2 separate regions of the Gossypium hirsutum genome follow, and region 1 is linked to region 2. Evidence: chromatin contacts called from public Hi-C data. All regions are on one chromosome and are shown on one strand. The core of a region is the stretch at or near the end of the contact, and the rest is flanking DNA. Distances in the headings are between cores, read along the strand shown.

Region 1 (4,653 bases), core at 1,801-4,300, 330 kb after region 2:
AATGATTGTGTGACATGTTGTGAATGTGTTTAATGTTTATTTATATCTTTAAATGATAGAGAAGTGTATGAATATACATAATTACTTTGATATTGAACATAGCATCCGGTGACTCAAACCCAACGATCAAGTCAGGTAAGGGGTGTTACATAGACATTTAACCTCTAAAAATGAATAAGAAGTTTTCTCCTCATACGGCTCGAGAAAAAAAGATCAATTAAAAGTTATGTCTATGTATGAAATTATAATGTATGAAATTAAAATATAAAAAAGATCCATATTTCAACAAATCAATTAGGCATTTAACCCCTAGAAATGTATAATAAATTTTTTCCTCATACAACTTGAGAAAAAAAAGATTAATTAAAAGTTATGTCTATGTATGAAATTATAATGTATGGAATTAGAATATAAAAAATCCATAAATCAACAAATCAATTAGCCTTTCAAGAAAAAATAAAACATTCGTACTCTTATAATACAAGTCAAATTACTCTCAAAATGTTCAAAACATGCTTGTATGTCAAAAAAGCCCTTAAGAAAATGCAAAAAAATCAATTAAGCTCCTGTATTAAATTCACACCCAATTTAGTCCTTGCAGTTAATTAACATAATCAATTAAGCCCCTTTGTTAACTGAATCCATGGTTGACCACATTGACTATTAAAATAAGCCCAATTGAACCCTTGCCATTAATTAAAATAATTAATCAAGCCTTTCGTTAACGGAATCCGTGGTTGACCACATTGACTGTTAAAATAAATTGACTGACTAATTAGATGGTGATACGTGGCAGCTTTTGGTTTAATATAATATTTTTTTTATAAAAAATAAAAAAAATCATACAAAATAGAAAAATTTATAAAAAAACTGGAAAATATTATTAAAAATTAGAAATATTAAAAAAATTAAAATTGATATAATCTTATAAAAATATAAAAAATATTAGAAAATAATATAAAAACCTTATAAATACTATAAAAAATATAAAAGATTTAATAAATTGTAATAAATTTAAAAATTAATGAAACATATTTAAAACATTTAAAATTTTATAAAAAACATATACAAATTCTTAAAAACTTATAACAAAATCATTAAAATATAAAAGTTATTAAAAATCATAAAAATAATTAAATATAAAAATGTTAAAATTGATATACACTTATAAAAATTATAAAAAAATCATAAAAAATATAAAATATAAAAAATATAAAAAATATAAAAATCTAATAATTTATTAAATCATTTATAAAATTAATAAAATATTTAAATTTTATAAAAACGTATAAAATTAGTAAAAATTATAAAAATATAAAAAATTCTAATAAATTTATAAAAAATATTAACAATTAAAAATTATAAAAAAACTATTTAAACCTCTAAAATCATAATGAGCGCATGGCATTAGACCAATCATTGGATAATGAGAATAATCATAAGATCGTTAGGGTCATTTTCATGTTGAATAAAATGTTTTCGAAATTCCACAAATAAAATGATAATTGTGAGATCTTTTCCATTTTATTTATTGATAAGTTAGTATTATTTTTTAAAAATTTTATCATCTCAAAATTTTTAAGTAAAGTAGTTTGGACCTTGAAAAAATGGAAATTATTTACTAAGTATTGTATGATATAAAATATTTTTGATACAATTACATACTATCAAATCAAAATTTTATTATCCAACTATTAGCATATGTTAATATGAAATATTTTGACCAAGATTTTCATAACTGGTCAAGTCATCGGTTTGCCAATTCGACTGATCCATTTAGTTCAATTAAATAAAACATTAAAAATAAAAAAATATAAAATTAAAAATCAGTTTAATCGCCTGATTCCTAGGTCAATTGGTCTAATGGCTTTCTCTGAACATCGGTAACTTTGCCGACTTGGATTTAATCGGTCCGACCGATTGATCTAATCCAATTCAAGTTTTTATGTTTTTAATATTTTATAAGTTTATATAAATTTTAATGTTTTAATTTTTTTATATATATTTTTATGATTTTTATAAGTTTTTAAGAATTTTTATATGTTTTATAAAATTTTAAATATTTGTATTAATTTTATAAAGTTTTTCATAATTTATTAGAATTTTATTTTTATAATATTTACAAGTTTTTATAAGTTTGTATCAATTTTAGTATTTTTATTTTTTAAAAATTATATAATATTTTATAATTTTTCTATTTTTAATCATTTTATGGGAAAATATAGATTAAACTAAAAGTTGCCATGTGTCATCATTTAATTGGTTTGTCAATTTATTTTAACAAGTAACATGGTCAACAACGGAAACCATTAACGAAGGGACTTAATTGATTTTTTTGTTAATAGCAAGAAATTAATTGGGTACGAATTTAATACTGTTGTTTAATTGATTTTTCACATTTGTTAAGGACCTTTTTGACATATAAACAAAAAAAAAACTTAGGTATTCTTTTATTGAGTGATAACTAATCCCTTTTAAAAGATTTTTATAGTAATTTTATGTAATACTTAAAATTCCTTAAAAATATAAAAAAATTCATAAAAATATAAAAATCCCTAATTTTTTTTTAAAATATCGTAAAATTATTTAAAAATTTCAAGATTTTTCAAAAAGCCTAGAATTCCAAATAAATGAATTTTTATAAAAATTATGAAACTTTTTATTGTTTTTTAAAGTTTGGCATACTTATAATTATAAAATATTTTTTTTATAATTTTCAAAAAATAGATTAGAATTTTTTTAATTTTTTAAAATAATTATTTTGGTTTTTTTATGATTTTATTTAAGTTTTTTTATATTTTTAAAATTTAAATTTTTTTACTTTTATTTAATGTGGCAATTGGTTGATTTAATTTTTTAACAGAAAATATATAGATGGGTAACGGGTATACATAATAAAAGTTTAGGGGCCATTTTGATAATCAAAATAGAGTATAGGGGCCAAACTGATAAAAATAACATAGATACCAAAGTGAAATTTTTACTTTAGCACAGGGGTCAAAAGAGGTATTAAATTATTTTAGAAATGATAGTTCGAATTTGATTATTCTATTCAGTTGCTAGCATGTTTTTGGGGTTTAAAAAGAAAAATAAAGTAGAAAAAACAAAGAAGGGAAATACCTTGAGGGAGGGAGTTGCAAATCGAAAACCAGCCAGGACAGACTCAGCTGAGAGTGGGTGGATCTGAAATTCTGGATGAAACTCGAAATTGGAATAGTGATTCCAGATTTTTCGGTTGCCCTTGCTAGTGAACTGTATAATAGTTGTTTATAACCAGATCAGATCAGATCAGATCGGGGGGAAATGCTGCGGCTGAGGGCATTTCGAGGCACCAATGATAAGATTGTGAAGTTAGCGGTGCATCCCACGCATCCATGGTTGGTAACTGCGGATGCCTCCGACCACGTCTCCGTTTGGAACTGGGAACATCGCCAGGTCATTTACGAGCTCAAGGCCGGTGGGATCGATCAGAGACGTCTTGTTGGTGTCAAATTGGAGAAGCTTGCTGAGGGCGAATCTGGTTCGTAATCTATTTCTATATCTAATATTCATCCTCACTTGTTTTGGAGTTGATTTCATTTGACTTGACAAATTTGCAGAGCCCAAAGGGAAACCTACAGAGGCCATCCGCGGAGGGAGGTGATTATTATCTAGTAGAGCTCTCTTTTTTCGTTTAACTTTCTTCAAATACAATTTAACAGTAAAATCTGAAATCTGGACCTTTTTCTTTCGATGAATTGTTAATAGTGTTAAGCAAGTGAGCTTTTTCGATGATGACGTGCGGTTTTGGCAACTTTGGCGTAATCGTTCTGCGGCCGCCGAAGCTCCCACTGCTGTCAATCATCTTACTTCGACTTTTGCCTCTCCTGCTCCATCAACTAAAGGACGACATTTTCTTGTCATCTGTTGTGAAAACAAAGCCATCTTTTTGGACTTGGTTACCATGCGTAGCCGTGATGTACCTAAACAAGAACTTGACAACAAGTCTCTTCTCTGGTGAGTTCTCTCTCGGTTAGCTCATATTTAAATCAGCAGCTCCATTGCCATATTTATTTACTTCACATATATATATTTACTATTATAGGGAAATAAACTTACCTCTACTTTATGTCACATTCATTTGCTAAGCCCGAATTCTAGAATTGAAGCTTCTTATTCTTTGTTTTCTGCTACCTTTTAAGTGTCAATGTTTTCATCTATTCATATACCCGGATACCTTGCAAAGCATTTTGATTTAATTTTGCTGCTGTCCATGTTTCCCATTTTTTGTGCTGCTACTGCCTTCGACTTTTGATCACTTTTTATTTTAGAGTTTATTCATTGAAAGCAATAATTTTGTTGCACGTATTCGAGGTTCTTTCATTGATGTGGCCTTCTTTGATTGAAGTGCCTCATGCCTAGTCTAGTGTTGCTATCAGTTAAGTGATAGTCTTTTGTGCCCTAGAAAGGCAAAGGGCATATAAGGTGTGCTTCACCCTGTTGGCTTTTAGTCTCTTTTATTAGCTATATTTTAGTGACGAGAAAAGCTAAGCATAAATTGCATGTGGCAAGTTGACCCTGATTTCCTCTTCCTCTAACTTCTAATGCGTGCCCTAGGATCTAATTAGGTTTTGATGCCAAAATTGATTTCGTATGGGAAAACAGCAGTAAATC
Region 2 (4,318 bases), core at 1,331-3,830:
CAAGATCCTCACAAATTGCAGTAGCAAGCTCACCGGGGGTGTTTAAAGAAAAGAAAGCCTGCGCTTTATTCCTATTGATCTTCCAACTCGAGAAACCACAGAAAGTATTAATAATACCATTAACAATTGCCACATCAACCCTATCAGCTTTACAGAATAGAATTAAATCATCCACAAAAAAGAGATACGAAATTTTTGGCCCATGCCTCGAAAATGGATTAGGGGTCTATACATGCCTATCCACAACATTGTTTATAACGTGACCAAACCACTCCATACACAAAACATAAAAGTAAGGAGATATGGGGTCTCCTTGTCGCAATCCACATGTGGGACAAAATTGATCAAAAATGGATCCATTCCAAAGGACCTGCATAGATGATGAAGTCACACAAGACATTATTAAATGGATAATGACAGATGGAAAACCTACATCCACCATAGTGTCTTCCAAGAAATCCCAACGAACTCTGTAATATGCTTTCTCTGAATCAACTTTCAATGCCATCTAACATTTCTGCCCTTTTTTGGATCTCATAATGTGAATAGCCTATTGAGTAATGATTATGTTATCTGCAATGTTCCTTTCTGCAATAAAACTAGTTAGGTTTGGACTGAGAACAGTAGACATGATCGGTCTAAGGCGGAGAACAATAGTCTTCGTTATAATTTTGTACAACACCGTACATAAACTTATCAGGTGGAATTGAGATATGTATTCAATATTTTGGATTTTCGGGGTCAACACAAGTAACGTCTTATTAATGTTCAGATCAAGACATTGTCCTAGAAAAACCTTCTAAATCAGATCACACACAGAATCGTCTACTGTGTCCCATTGGGATTGGTAGAACTTTGCATGAAACCCATCAATTCCAAGAGCATTCAAAGGTGCCATACTAAAAATCGCCTTGTGAATTTCTTCACGAGACACATTCATTGATAAAAGTTCTCGGTCATCCAAAGAAATAGAAAGAAACATATCGTAACAAGGAAAGGATCCTGCATTCCTAGAACTAGCCGTATAAATGTCTTAAAAAAACTCACAGCATGTTGTTTTATTTTGTCATCATCAAAACACCAACCTTCATCTCCTATTATTAGCCCCTCAATTCTATTGGCTTTTCTTCGACCTCTCGTACGGCTGTGAAAATACTTGGTGTTTCTATCACCATTTGTCAACCAAACCGATCTAAATTTCTGAAACCAAAGGACTTCTTCATGTTTAAGTACAATATCAATTTCCTTCCAAATTTCAGTTTCTCTTGAGCACAACTGTAGGGAAGATCGAAACTCTAAGATTCTCTGTATATGCTCCAGTTCCCTAATTAGTTCCTTCTTCCTAACAACAATATTCCCATAGACATTTTTATTCCAATCTTGTAGCACGGACTTCAAGAACTCCAAGTTCGAACCCACCTCAATATTTGGATTCTAATATTCCTAAATAAGATCCCTGAATTTTCAATGAAGTAACCAGCTAGCTAAGAAACAAAAGGGTCATCGATTAACATTGGGACAACTAAGGCTACGCGCAATCAAAATCGGCCGATGATCCAATTTTAACCTATGTAAATGTCTTATAAAATGGTTCGATGCAGCTACCTCCCACAAAAAATTACAAATAGTACGATCAAGTATTTGAAAAGCATCCCTCGGTTCTAAGTAAAATGTGGCCCTAAAAATCCCATATCCTTGTGTCCAAATTTAAAGATGAAGCTTTTAAACAAATCCCAACTAAAGCCCTCTCTACTTGCCCTATCTTGTCTCTCCGGACCATCTAAAATGAACTTAAAATCACCTACTAGAATCCATGGTTCACAGACATTAGAAGCAAAATCATCTAGCGCTCTCCACAAATCACGCCTTTTCTGTAACTAGGAACTTGCATAAACAACAAAACAAAGAAAGGCTGAAGAACCCTGTGTAATCCTCATATGGACGACCTAATGGTGAACCTGAATGAGATCAACATTAATACAATCATTCCAAAGGAGACAAATTCCCCCGAGAACTCCAAGGCTTCCAATCTGAAAGAGTTTTGAAATCCTAACCTACCAAGAATTCTATCAGCTCTACACCCACTGATACGCGTTTCAAACAGACAATAAATTTGGAGAGAATTATCTATTATACTACCTTACGAAAATATGAAATCTAGGATGGCAAACACCTTGGAAGTTCCAGAAACACATTTTAATCTTCATAAAAAAAAATTAAGGTTAAAGAACAGACCCAAAAAAAAATCAGGTTAGCAATTTGCCTGAGAAGCACCTGCTACCTCCACATCAACTCCTTCCTTTGCCATAGAAAGCCCACCTGATGAACACCCCAGCCTAATTTCCTGATCAATAACCCCAACAATCCCCTTTATTGCCTCTCCAATTTCAACCAAATTCTAACTTGGATGTCCAATCACAATCTTCGGAGGTTGAACCCTTTCAAAATTCCCCATCTCCATCGGCCTTTGACCAGAAACTTCACCATTCAAAATCGCACTGCCATTCTCACAAATACTGCTCAACTGCTTTTCTCCATGCCTCGTGTATGTTTTTTCAGCTGAAGCTGCTGGATAGCTTTATTTTTCTTTTTATCTAAACCTCTAGAAATTTGTACTAAACTAAAAGAAAAAAGGATCCACAACACCTGCCCCAGCTCTATGGCCCATGATCGACCCATCATTGAAAACTAAAGGCTTCCGTTCATTACCACTATTCACAGGCTTGAGAACATTAGAACTCCCTTTAGGCACAGAACCTGTAACACCCCTAACCCGTATCTATCGTCAAAATAGTGTTATGGAACATTACCGAAAACTTTTAACATAAAAACATCCGTTCTTAAACATTTCATAAGTCATATCATAGTCCATGCACACACTTGCATAACGTCCCATTTTCGAGCCCCCGAGGCCTTAGAAATACTTTAGAAATGATTCGGGACTAAATCAAAAATATTTAGAACTTCATGGAAAAAGATAGAAAAATTCATACTACAGGGGTCACACAGCCGTATGGTCAAGCCGTGTGACTCACACGGCTGAGACACACGCCCGTATCTCAGGCTGTGTAGGCATCCGAAGTTGGAATACATGGCCGTGTCCTTGACCGTATAACTCTTTGACTTGGTTCACACGTCCAAGCCACACGCCCTTGTGTTAGGCCGTGTAACTCTCGAAATGCAACCTAAAAAAAACTTACACGTGACCGTGTGTCATACACAGCTGAGACGCATGCCCGTGTCTTAGGCCGTGTGGAGGGGAAATAGGTCATTTTCAAGTCATTTCCTTCAACCTAATCATGCTCACACATACAAACCGTTTGTACATATTTCAAGCATTCAAAAATGTACCTAAAACATGCATAATGGAGTTAAATCAATATGGTATCTATCCATACAACCAATATGTCCAAAGGCACCTCAATCACAAACACCAAACATGCTTACACATTGCATAATTTTAGCCATTAACCAACCATACATTTCTCATGTAATTTTCTAACAAAACTTACCACCATGACCACATGCCAAAGTCATATACAAACATACCAAAATGGTCACTGAAACATACATCATGTAACAGCCCGATTTCGACTCTAATCGAACATAGTGGTTTTGGGACTACAAGTCTGAGTCAAAAAAAATATTTTAATATTATTTTCTGTGTTTATTATGTGTGAATTTACTAGTGTGAAAATTTTGTGCTTTAATTTCGTCGTTTGAGTGTCAGATTAAATAAAAGGATTAAATCGCGTAAAATAAAAATTTAATGGTTATTTTTAAAAGGGCTGAATAGTGGTTATTCTTTTAATATGGAGGTTTTATTTTGCAATTTGACCATTAAAAAGATAGTGGACGGCATTATGTGTATAATATATAGTTTTTATATTATTTATAAAGGTTATAATATATATTATATTATAATATTATAATTAAACAAATAAAAGCCACTATCATCTTTTATTTCATTATCATCTTACCGAAACTAAGAAAAGAAAAGAAAAGAAGAACAACCAAGCTATTCGGCCATCTTTGAAGCTTGATTTAAGATCAAGAATTAAAGAAATCGGACTTGGATCGGGGGAAGACTAAAGCCGTTGACTAATCGTTCCGTTTCGATTATCGTTGTCCAAGGTAAGTTTATAAGCAAATAGACGTTGTAAATTTTAGATAAATATTAATTATATATGCTGAAATGAAATATGAAAAATATATATATGTGGTAGCCGAATGTGTATATGTTTGAGAAGCAGGGATAGATGTGAAGGTGATTTGTTGATATTTAGCACTGAGTGTGCGAGTATGAAATAGCTACGGC

What was found. Hi-C and Micro-C count contacts between places; a contact is called where the count stands out from the background.
Region 1: a Hi-C map of leaf shows a contact between it and region 2, with 2.3 times the contacts expected there. The contact joins the promoter of LOC107897862 here to the promoter of LOC107897858 in region 2. A contact is called at or near these places in 5 of 34 Hi-C or Micro-C datasets (callus, leaf and petal).

The regions. Positions count from the first base shown.
Region 1 is chrD08:16,590,970-16,595,622 of Gossypium_hirsutum_v2.1, forward strand. It overlaps LOC107897862, which reads left to right and starts at 3,051. Exons shown (of 20, transcript XM_016823445.2): 1 at 3,051-3,520; 2 at 3,600-3,639; 3 at 3,748-3,996. The coding sequence starts at 3,304.
Region 2 is chrD08:16,258,943-16,263,260 of Gossypium_hirsutum_v2.1, forward strand. It overlaps LOC107897858, which reads right to left and starts at 2,581. Exons shown (of 3, transcript XM_041099937.1): 1 at 2,236-2,581.